Linked DNA regions of Columba livia: region 1 is linked to region 2. Evidence: chromatin contacts called from public Hi-C data. All regions are on one chromosome and are shown on one strand. Each heading gives the region's core, a stretch centred on a gene start, on an enhancer-like site or on the middle of the called end of the contact. The rest is flanking DNA. Distances are from core to core; before and after follow the strand shown.

Region 1 (4,024 bases), core at 1,129-3,628, 170 kb before region 2:
TATTTTTAAATTAAATAAACATTAGCACTGTGGAAAATTCTCAGTAGAGTACAAAAGAGTCCACGCAGCCTGCTAGCGGCTGAAGCGTCTGCTGCCTACCGTACAAACACAAAGGATTAACTGGCAGGTCTGCGGAGTCCAACGGAGACCGAAGCCGCTCGGGGGGTCCCCGCCGTCCCCGGTGTCCCCAGCAGCGTCTCCTGCAGCGCTCTATGAGAGCAGAGATCCCCAGAGCACGTCACAGCCGTCACAGCCACCGGCTGAAGCGTTTGGAACTAGAAGGAAGGAGAAGACACGAAGCCGGAGAACTTCCCATCGGCGTTTTCTTACAGTGCTCGCAACTGGGATTTTGGTAAGGATCCATCTTGATAGATGATCAAAACAAGAATGTGTGCGTTAGTAAGTGAAGTCCCATCAGAGGACGCTTAGTTTTTAAATGTTGGCTTGTTTTTACATTCAGTCTCCCGAGACCGCACACCACAACGTAGCCTATGGGCTAAAAATTACACTGAAAAACAATAAAACTGTTTTGAAACATGGGAGAAAACAGCTCGATTGTCCATAAGCAACAACTGGGCTCTTTCTTATGCTCCTAAACCTCAGGAACATGATTGTTTATATTTGCACAGACACATATTACATAGAACTCCACAAAAATCTAAGAGTGTTCCAGAGTAAACTATTCTTTATGACAAGTGTCGACTAAAGGCTGAGGCTGGATGGCCAAGAGCTTTGGCCTCGGGGGGAGGAACAAACAAAACCAGAGGATGCGATGGAAGTCGAGACTGACCCTTAAACCACCGTGGCACCAGGGGGCGACGTAATAATTATAATAATAATGCACAAGAAACGGGCATGTCCAAGCTCCACGTAACCAGTGGCACCAAAACATGCAAGAGACTAAAATCTATCCTATTGTTTCCCTGTGATAAATGAAACACGGAACATAGAAGTCACTACACCAGTACTCCAAACATGATGCCGCTAAATATTTCTCTCGGTGGCCAAACACTTGAAGAAGGCATCAACTGGAAACCAAGATTCAACTCTTTGCTTCTTTTGCGTTTTTTCCTCCTCAGGTTCACAGTGACCTGATCCTGGGTTTCCTTCACGTGGCACGAAGCGTTTTGCCTCACGGATGCTACCGACGCGGGTACGTGGGACGAAGGTGTCACTGCGCAGGAAGGGCCCCCAGCAGTGAGCAGCAGTTCACAACTGACCTTCAGAAGTTCAAAAGAGGAGATAAATAGGAATTTTTCACGTCTTTAACGGAGTCTGAAACAACAGAGTTACACCCGCGGAGCAGCATCGAGTTTATCAGACAGTACAGGACTTGTCCGGAGGCTGCTGAGCCGCGGAGGAGGCGACGCCGGGGCTCGTGGCGTTTGTTTTGGGGAAAACCGTCGGTTTGGGCCGCGTGGCCGGAGGTTTCACCTGCGTGGCCATTTTGACCGATTTCACGGGCCGGAAGGTGCAGGGGATGTCGCCGGCGGTGCTGGCGCTGCGCTGGAACGCGGGCTCGGCGTCCTTGAGGAGCTGGGTGTGCAGGGGGCTGGAGGGTTCGGACGTGGGCGCCACCACCGGGGACGTTTTCAAAGGCTCCAGCGTGTCAAGCACGACGTCCGGCGTGTGCTTCACGCTGCTCTGCCGCTCCAGCTCCCGCAGCTCGTTCAGAGCAGAGTTCATAGTCGCTTCAATGTCCTGCGAACGCAAAGAGAAACGGAGTGAATAACAGCACCCCGACATAGAGAATTAAAAGTTGGTGTTTGGGGAAGGCGTATTTCTTTTCAGCCTCTAAACACAAACGCTCGAATCAGCTGGTGGGTCAAGGACCTTCAGGTGTCACGGTGAAACCCATGCCAAACAACGCGGCATTATATACCGAAGCCAATAAGCTGTAATATTTTCCATCAACGGGGACTCTGGTCCTTCACTGGACCTGATGCTGTTTGGACAAGTAAAATCCCAAAATGCAGCAACCAGAAAAGCCCATGATTCAAAGTGTTAGGACCCATTCTTGTCCTTTATTTTAGGCAGGCGAGATTCAGGAAGGTAAATTCTTAAAGAAAGGATTGATGATTTTTTTCCCCTGGCTGATGGGCCATATACCAAAAGCTGAAATCCCTGAGCGCTCTCACTGCCTCTTTGCTTTTCCTGCTGAGTTGTCTTCCCTTTAAAGTTTTAGAAAACACAGAATATAGTAGAAACATATAGAGAAATTCAAGTCAGCACTTCTCTTGCCTCTTATAAAACACCACAGTTATTAACAAAGAAATATAAAGAGAATTTTGAGATAAAAATGTGGCTTTTCTTGGAGCTACATGCTTGCTGCAGCCCTCTGGTGCGGAGGATCCACGGGAGAGCAGCCGAGCTCAGCGCTGCTGTGACTCACAGCTTGGCTGAAGCTTTGGAGCTTCCTTAGAGGGTTTTTCGGGGGGTGGGGAAGGTAAATCAGTCAAGGAATGGTGGAAGGAACCAGAGACAGTAATCTGACACTCCCGGTCTATCTTGAGGCCAGGCAGATTTTACTTACGAAGTCAGGGAAAATATGGAAAAGGCGTGACGATTATTAGGTGGTGTTTGAACAGATAATACAGGGCGAAGAGAAACACTAATTTAACACAGCTTTTTTTTTTTGCCCTCCCCTCCTCTTTTCCCCCCATCTCTTTTTTCTCCCCAGACTCTTCTCCAGTGCAAACAATGGAATTAACATTCTGGCAGGAAGAGGAGACAGAACAACTTTGGTTAGAGCTTAATTGAAAAAACAAAGAAACTGATTTATGTCAAGTGAAGCCTTGGAAGGACAATGATATATGAAGACAAGAAGAGCGTATAATCCCACTGGAATAAACGGGCTAAAGATATTCATAATGGCAAAATACAACTTTCCATCAGGGCATGTATCAGGTTTTTATTCGGACCTTATTTAGTACCGTTTTGTCAATAAAAATGATGTTTAATTTTCACGTATCTTTGGAAACCTACAAACTCTGGAGCCAGGCAGAGAAGTCTGGTTTTGTAACCCGAGATCCAGGCATTCCTGGGCTTTTGACAGAGCCCTCGCGTCCCGGTGCAGGCGACGTACATGCGGGCGCATCGGAGCAGGAGAGAGAACAGATCCCTCGTGGAAGAGGGAAATCACCCCATTAGGAGCCGTGGCCTGGCCAAATCTGACTTTCAGTCTTTTCATCCTACTCGTGAAAGCACAGACGGATGCACAGACGCCCCTTGCGCTTTTGGTAACAGTGGCCGTGGTGGCGGCTCCGACACGGGGACAGATCTCTGAATAGAGAGAATCTGTCTCAAACCAGTCTGGGTCAAAATTAGCAAAGATAAGGAAAAGTCCCAAGAACATCTTTCCCTTTAAGCTGCACAGAAGGAACTGCAGAAGATGGTTGCCCTGTTGTCCGTGTGGAGTCGGCCCCAAAAGCAGAGAGCGCTCTTTGCAAAGCAGGAACGCGTGTCGGCAGCCTGCCCTCACTTCACGGCACTTGTCACAATAATTAACTAAGGAAAATGAGCAATATTATGTTCAAAGTTGGTTTCTAATCACACACTGACCCTTGGGAGCATATAAAGATGCCACTGTGAGCCCCATACAACCCACTGCTCCATATGCTTCCAATATCTAACCACAGGAGAATGTTCAATTGACACCAAATACTTGACTTTTCTCACGTCTCGAAGTTATGATTGTTTAATTTTTTTGCTGACAGCATTGGAATCTGTGTAACTTTCTGAAATGGATGTTTTTCTTGTTGAAATTAAATTCTGAAGAACGAACAGGGCCAAGCTTTTGTGGAGGAAGGACCTGAGTGTTTATTTTCACTCGTGGAAGCGGCTTCAGCGACTTCCACAACGTGAGGTTGAAAAACTAGACTCAAGCGTGAAGCAAGTTAATACCGCCCTGCGAGAAGGGATACAAGGTTAAGTCAGACTTTGCATTAAAGCATCTTATTGTATGCAACATCCTTCAAGTTTCCAAACCAAATCTCCCAGGCAAAGTACTATTTACCTGTGCAAT
Region 2 (4,185 bases), core at 916-3,415:
CAGCGTCCCAAGCCCCAGCGCCCTTGGTCTCTGGGCACAGCACAGACCAGGGTGCGTGGACATTCCCATTACCTCTGGCTTAAGGAGAGAAGCCAGAGAGTGATAGTCAATGGTGCGGAGTCTAGTTGGAGGCCAGTATCTAGTGCAGTGCCTCAGGGGTCAGTGCTGGGGCCAATATTATTCAATATATTCATTAACGATTTAGACGAGGGAATAGAGTGTACTATCAGCAAGTTTGCTGATGACACTAAGCTGGGAGGTGTGGCTGACACGCCAGAAGGCTGTGCTGCCATCAGAGACCTGGACAGGCTGGAGAGTTGGGTGGGGAATAACCTGATGAAATTTAACAAGGGAAAGTGCATAGTCCTGCATCTGGGCAGGAACAACCCCAGGTTCCAGTATAGGCTGGGAAATTGCATATTAGAGAGCAGTGTAGGGGAAAGGGACCTGGGGGGTCCTGGTGGACAACAGGATGACCATGAGCCAGCACTGGCCCTTGTGGCCAGGAAGGCCAATGGCATCCTGGGGTGTATTAGAAGAGGGGTGGCTAGTAGATCGAGAGAGGTCCTCCTTCCCCTCTACTCCGCCCTGGTGAGACCACATCTGGAATATTGTGTCCAGTTCTGGGCCCCTCAGTTCAAGAAGGACAGGGAACTGCTGGAGAGGGTCCAGCGTAGGGCAACCAAGATGATTAAGGGAGTGGAGCATCTCCCTTATGAAGAAAGGCTGAGGGAGATGGGGCTCTTTAGTTTGGAGAAGAGGAGACTAAGGGGGGACCTCATTAATGTTTATAAATATATAAAGGGTGAGTGCCATGAGGATGGAGCCAGGCTCTTCTCGGTGACAAACAATGATAGGACAAGGGGTAATGGGATCAAGCTGGAGCACAAGAGGTTCCGCTTAAATTTGAGAAGAAACTTCTTCTCGGTGAGGGTGGCAGAGCCTGGCCCAGGCTGCCCAGGGAGGTTGTGGAGTCTCCTCTGGAGACATTCAAAACCCGCCTGGACATGTTCCTGTGCGACCTCACCCAGGTGTTCCTGCTCCAGCAGAGGGATTGGACTGGATGATCTTTTGAGGTCCCTTCCAATCCCAAACATACTGTGATACTGTGATACTGTGATACTGTGATCTCCGGCTGCTCTGGGAACCGGCCGCCACGCTCCCCACAGCTCCTAAACGATCCCTTTGGGCTAAGAAACACGCGATTTCACCTAGAGGAGAAAGAACCAACACCCAGACTACAGCTTCCTCATGTAAGGAACATTTCACAAAAAACTGTTGGTGTTAGATAACCGGGGACCTGGCGCCTGACCCCAGCAGGACTGAGAGACATCGGACTATGAATCCTTAAAGTAAAACACAGTCTCTTCCCGGAATGTGTACTGATACATGTATGCATACTGATAGCCTGTATTTACAAGTTAATTTAGGGGGAAGGGTAGCCAAAGTACCAGGAATCCATATCTTTGATAGATTGATAAGGGGAAGGGTATTGCATGTAGACCGAAGCAGGTGTCGGGGGGTCTGTAAACCCTGCAGTACCGACTAATGGGAACAGGGCAGGGAAATTGCGGCCGGGATTTTGGGGGGATATAAGCAGGGGCTTTTTGTCCTTTTATGCATGCCTCCCTTTAGGTAGAACACCCGATCTTGCAAAATCTTTATTAAAATATGCTTTGCTGAGAGATCCTGCCTGGACCTATTATATTCGCAAGGTAATTGTTTCCTGCGCTCATAAGGGGAGCTGGAGGAACAGGGCTGAGCTCTTCGCTTTGCGACAGCGACAGAACCCGGGGAATGGCAGGAAGATGTATCAGGGGAGGGTCAGTGGAACGTGAGGAAAAGGTTCTTCACCCACAGGTGCTGGACACTGGAACAGGCTCCCTAGGGAGGTGTCACGGCCCCAAGCCTGACGGTGTTCAAGAAGAGACTGCACAACGTCCTCTGACACACGGGGTGACCTGTGCAGGGACAGGAGTTGGACTCGATTAAACCTGTGGGTCCCTCCAGCTCGGCACAGTCTATGACCCGTTCCCCACTCGCCCGCCGCCATTTTGAATGCGCGGCGGCGCAGAACTATAACTCCCAGAAGCCCCGGCGGAGGGGGCGTGTCCAAGCCGCCCATTGGTCGTCTTCTCAGCTGGCTGCGTGACGATTTGCTCTCGGTCACGCCCGTCAGCGGTGGCCGGAGTCTGCGGGGATGGCGGGCGGGTGGCGGCGGGCAGGCTGCGCTGCGGCGCTGGGGCTGAGCGCGGCCGTGCTGGCGCTGGCGGCCGCCGTCCTGCTCCGCGCCTACGTCCTGCGCTCCCCGGCGATCCCCCGGCTGTGGGCTCGGCGAGGCGGCCCCGCCGCCTTCAGCGCCGGCGAGAGGCTGGAGCTCAAGGAGGCGCTGCGAGGTGAGGGGGCCCGGCAAGCCGCCCGCGGCCCGTGTCCCCGCCTGGGGCTGCGGGGTAGACGGGGCCGCCGCGGGGACAGCCCCTCCCTCAGGTGCTTTTTATTATTTTATTCTCCTGAAGCCCAGCTCCCTTCCCAGTTGGTTTTCCTCAACATTTCCCTCTTTGTACACGCAGAACACCCCGTGACTGCCTGCGCCAGGCAGCTCTTTGTTCCCCGGTTAAATCATTGTCAGTTTTTTGGTTTATTTCCTGGCACACCGCTCTGCCTGGCCTCTCCGACACCGTTTTCTGTGGCAGACTCGGAGGATATTTCAATCTCACGAGGGTCGGCAGTTTGCAGGAAACCACAACCTGGCACAAAGCGGTGACTGTCAAAAGAGGGGTCGGGTTCTCATACGGTTTTGGTTTGGAAGATTTATTGCCTAGCAAGTTTACAGGTTCACATATTTTTTAATGGGAAAATGCAGGCGTGTGAGAGATACTTATTCCTATGTTTCGTCTCAAATAACACAACCTTTAAAAGAATCTGTAAACTCACTTGACACGGGCTTTTAGGAAAGGCAGCTGTGATTGGTACTAAGTTATATCCATATTTTGCATGAGAGTGACTCGATGTTGGAGAGCAGCCTTGTCCCACCCTTTACCTGGCAGAGCAGACCAGAAGGAGCAACAAAAGACCTTTCTGTTTATACATCTTTAAGGGTTGGAGCAGTTTGCAAGAAGGTGCTGTAACAGTCTTGCCGTCTCAACCTGACTTACTATTGAAAAAGAAGGTGGAATTGCCATATGAGCTTCATGCGCAGCCACCAGAGTTGTGTATGACTCACAAATCGGTTCGCTTGAGCAAAATGCAGCTGCTTGTGTGAAGTAGCATTTCTAATAATATCACTCAACACTTTAGGGTGAAAAACAGAGTGTCTAGAAAGATGCCGTGGCTGAAACTGGAAGGAAGCACTGATGTGCTATCTGTTCACAGCTCAGCTGAAGTACATCAGTCATTTTTGATAGTGGCCGCTCTTACTATCCTGTGAAATAATCTTTAAAGCCTGGAAAATGGTCAGGAACATAAATATTACTTTCCCTTTTGAAATGCAGCTCGAGTATTGTTTGACTGATTTCGGTGTTATTTCTATTTATGTCATTGAAGGTGCTATTAAAATCCCAACTGTTTCCGTATCTCCAGAGGACCTGAATACAACGGCCATGGCAGAATTTGGAAATTACATTCAGGAAGGTACTCAACTTCCATTCTTGAGTATCTCTGCTCAATTTTATTTTCATAAATTGAAGCGTGTATATATGGTTCTTGAATATAATGGAACAGATTGTTGGTTTGTTTTTCCTCTAGAAAGGGCTGTCACAAATGCCATATATAAGTCACTTCTGGAACAGTGTACTTTGATATAAAAATGGCCAAAGCTACAAAAGTCAAGGTTCAAATATCTTTTTGCAGCAGTGGTTTTTGTTCCTTGAGATGGTTAAATGACCTTGCCATTAAATATATATATATATAATGATAAAATTGGACATTACTGTTAATTTTGATTTTTCATGTCTAATTCTTTTCTTAACAGTCTTCCCGGCTGTATTTTCTTCAAAGTTCATTCAACATGAAATTGTTGGGAAATACAGCCACCTGTTTACTGTTCAGGGTTCTGACCCTGGCTTGCTGCCCTATATGCTGCTCGCACACATGGATGTTGTGCCTGCTCCCCCGGAGGGCTGGGATTTCCCTCCTTTCTCAGCTGCAGAGCACGAAGGTTTCATCTATGGACGAGGAACGCTGGAT

The links. Hi-C and Micro-C count contacts between places; a contact is called where the count stands out from the background.
Region 1: a contact with region 2 is called in a Hi-C map of liver, with 4 times the contacts expected there. The contact joins the enhancer-like site here to the promoter of PM20D1 in region 2. A contact is called at or near these places in 2 of 2 Hi-C or Micro-C datasets (crop and liver).

Annotation. Positions count from the first base shown.
Region 1 is chr22:3,247,750-3,251,773 of bColLiv1.pat.W.v2, reverse strand. SRGAP2 (SLIT-ROBO Rho GTPase activating protein 2) reads right to left here. Exons shown (of 23, transcript XM_065038652.1): 22 at 4,016-4,024; 23 at 1-1,701. The coding sequence ends at 1,318. Among named protein-coding and RNA genes, the nearest start is that of IKBKE, 13 kb to the left of the region's middle. Within about 2 kb of position 2,378, at least 1 of the 3 cell types and tissues checked has an H3K27ac peak away from gene starts, as active enhancers do.
Region 2 is chr22:3,076,384-3,080,568 of bColLiv1.pat.W.v2, reverse strand. PM20D1 (peptidase M20 domain containing 1) reads left to right here and starts at 2,165. Exons shown (of 13, transcript XM_065038641.1): 1 at 2,165-2,396; 2 at 3,544-3,630; 3 at 3,971-4,185. The coding sequence starts at 2,201.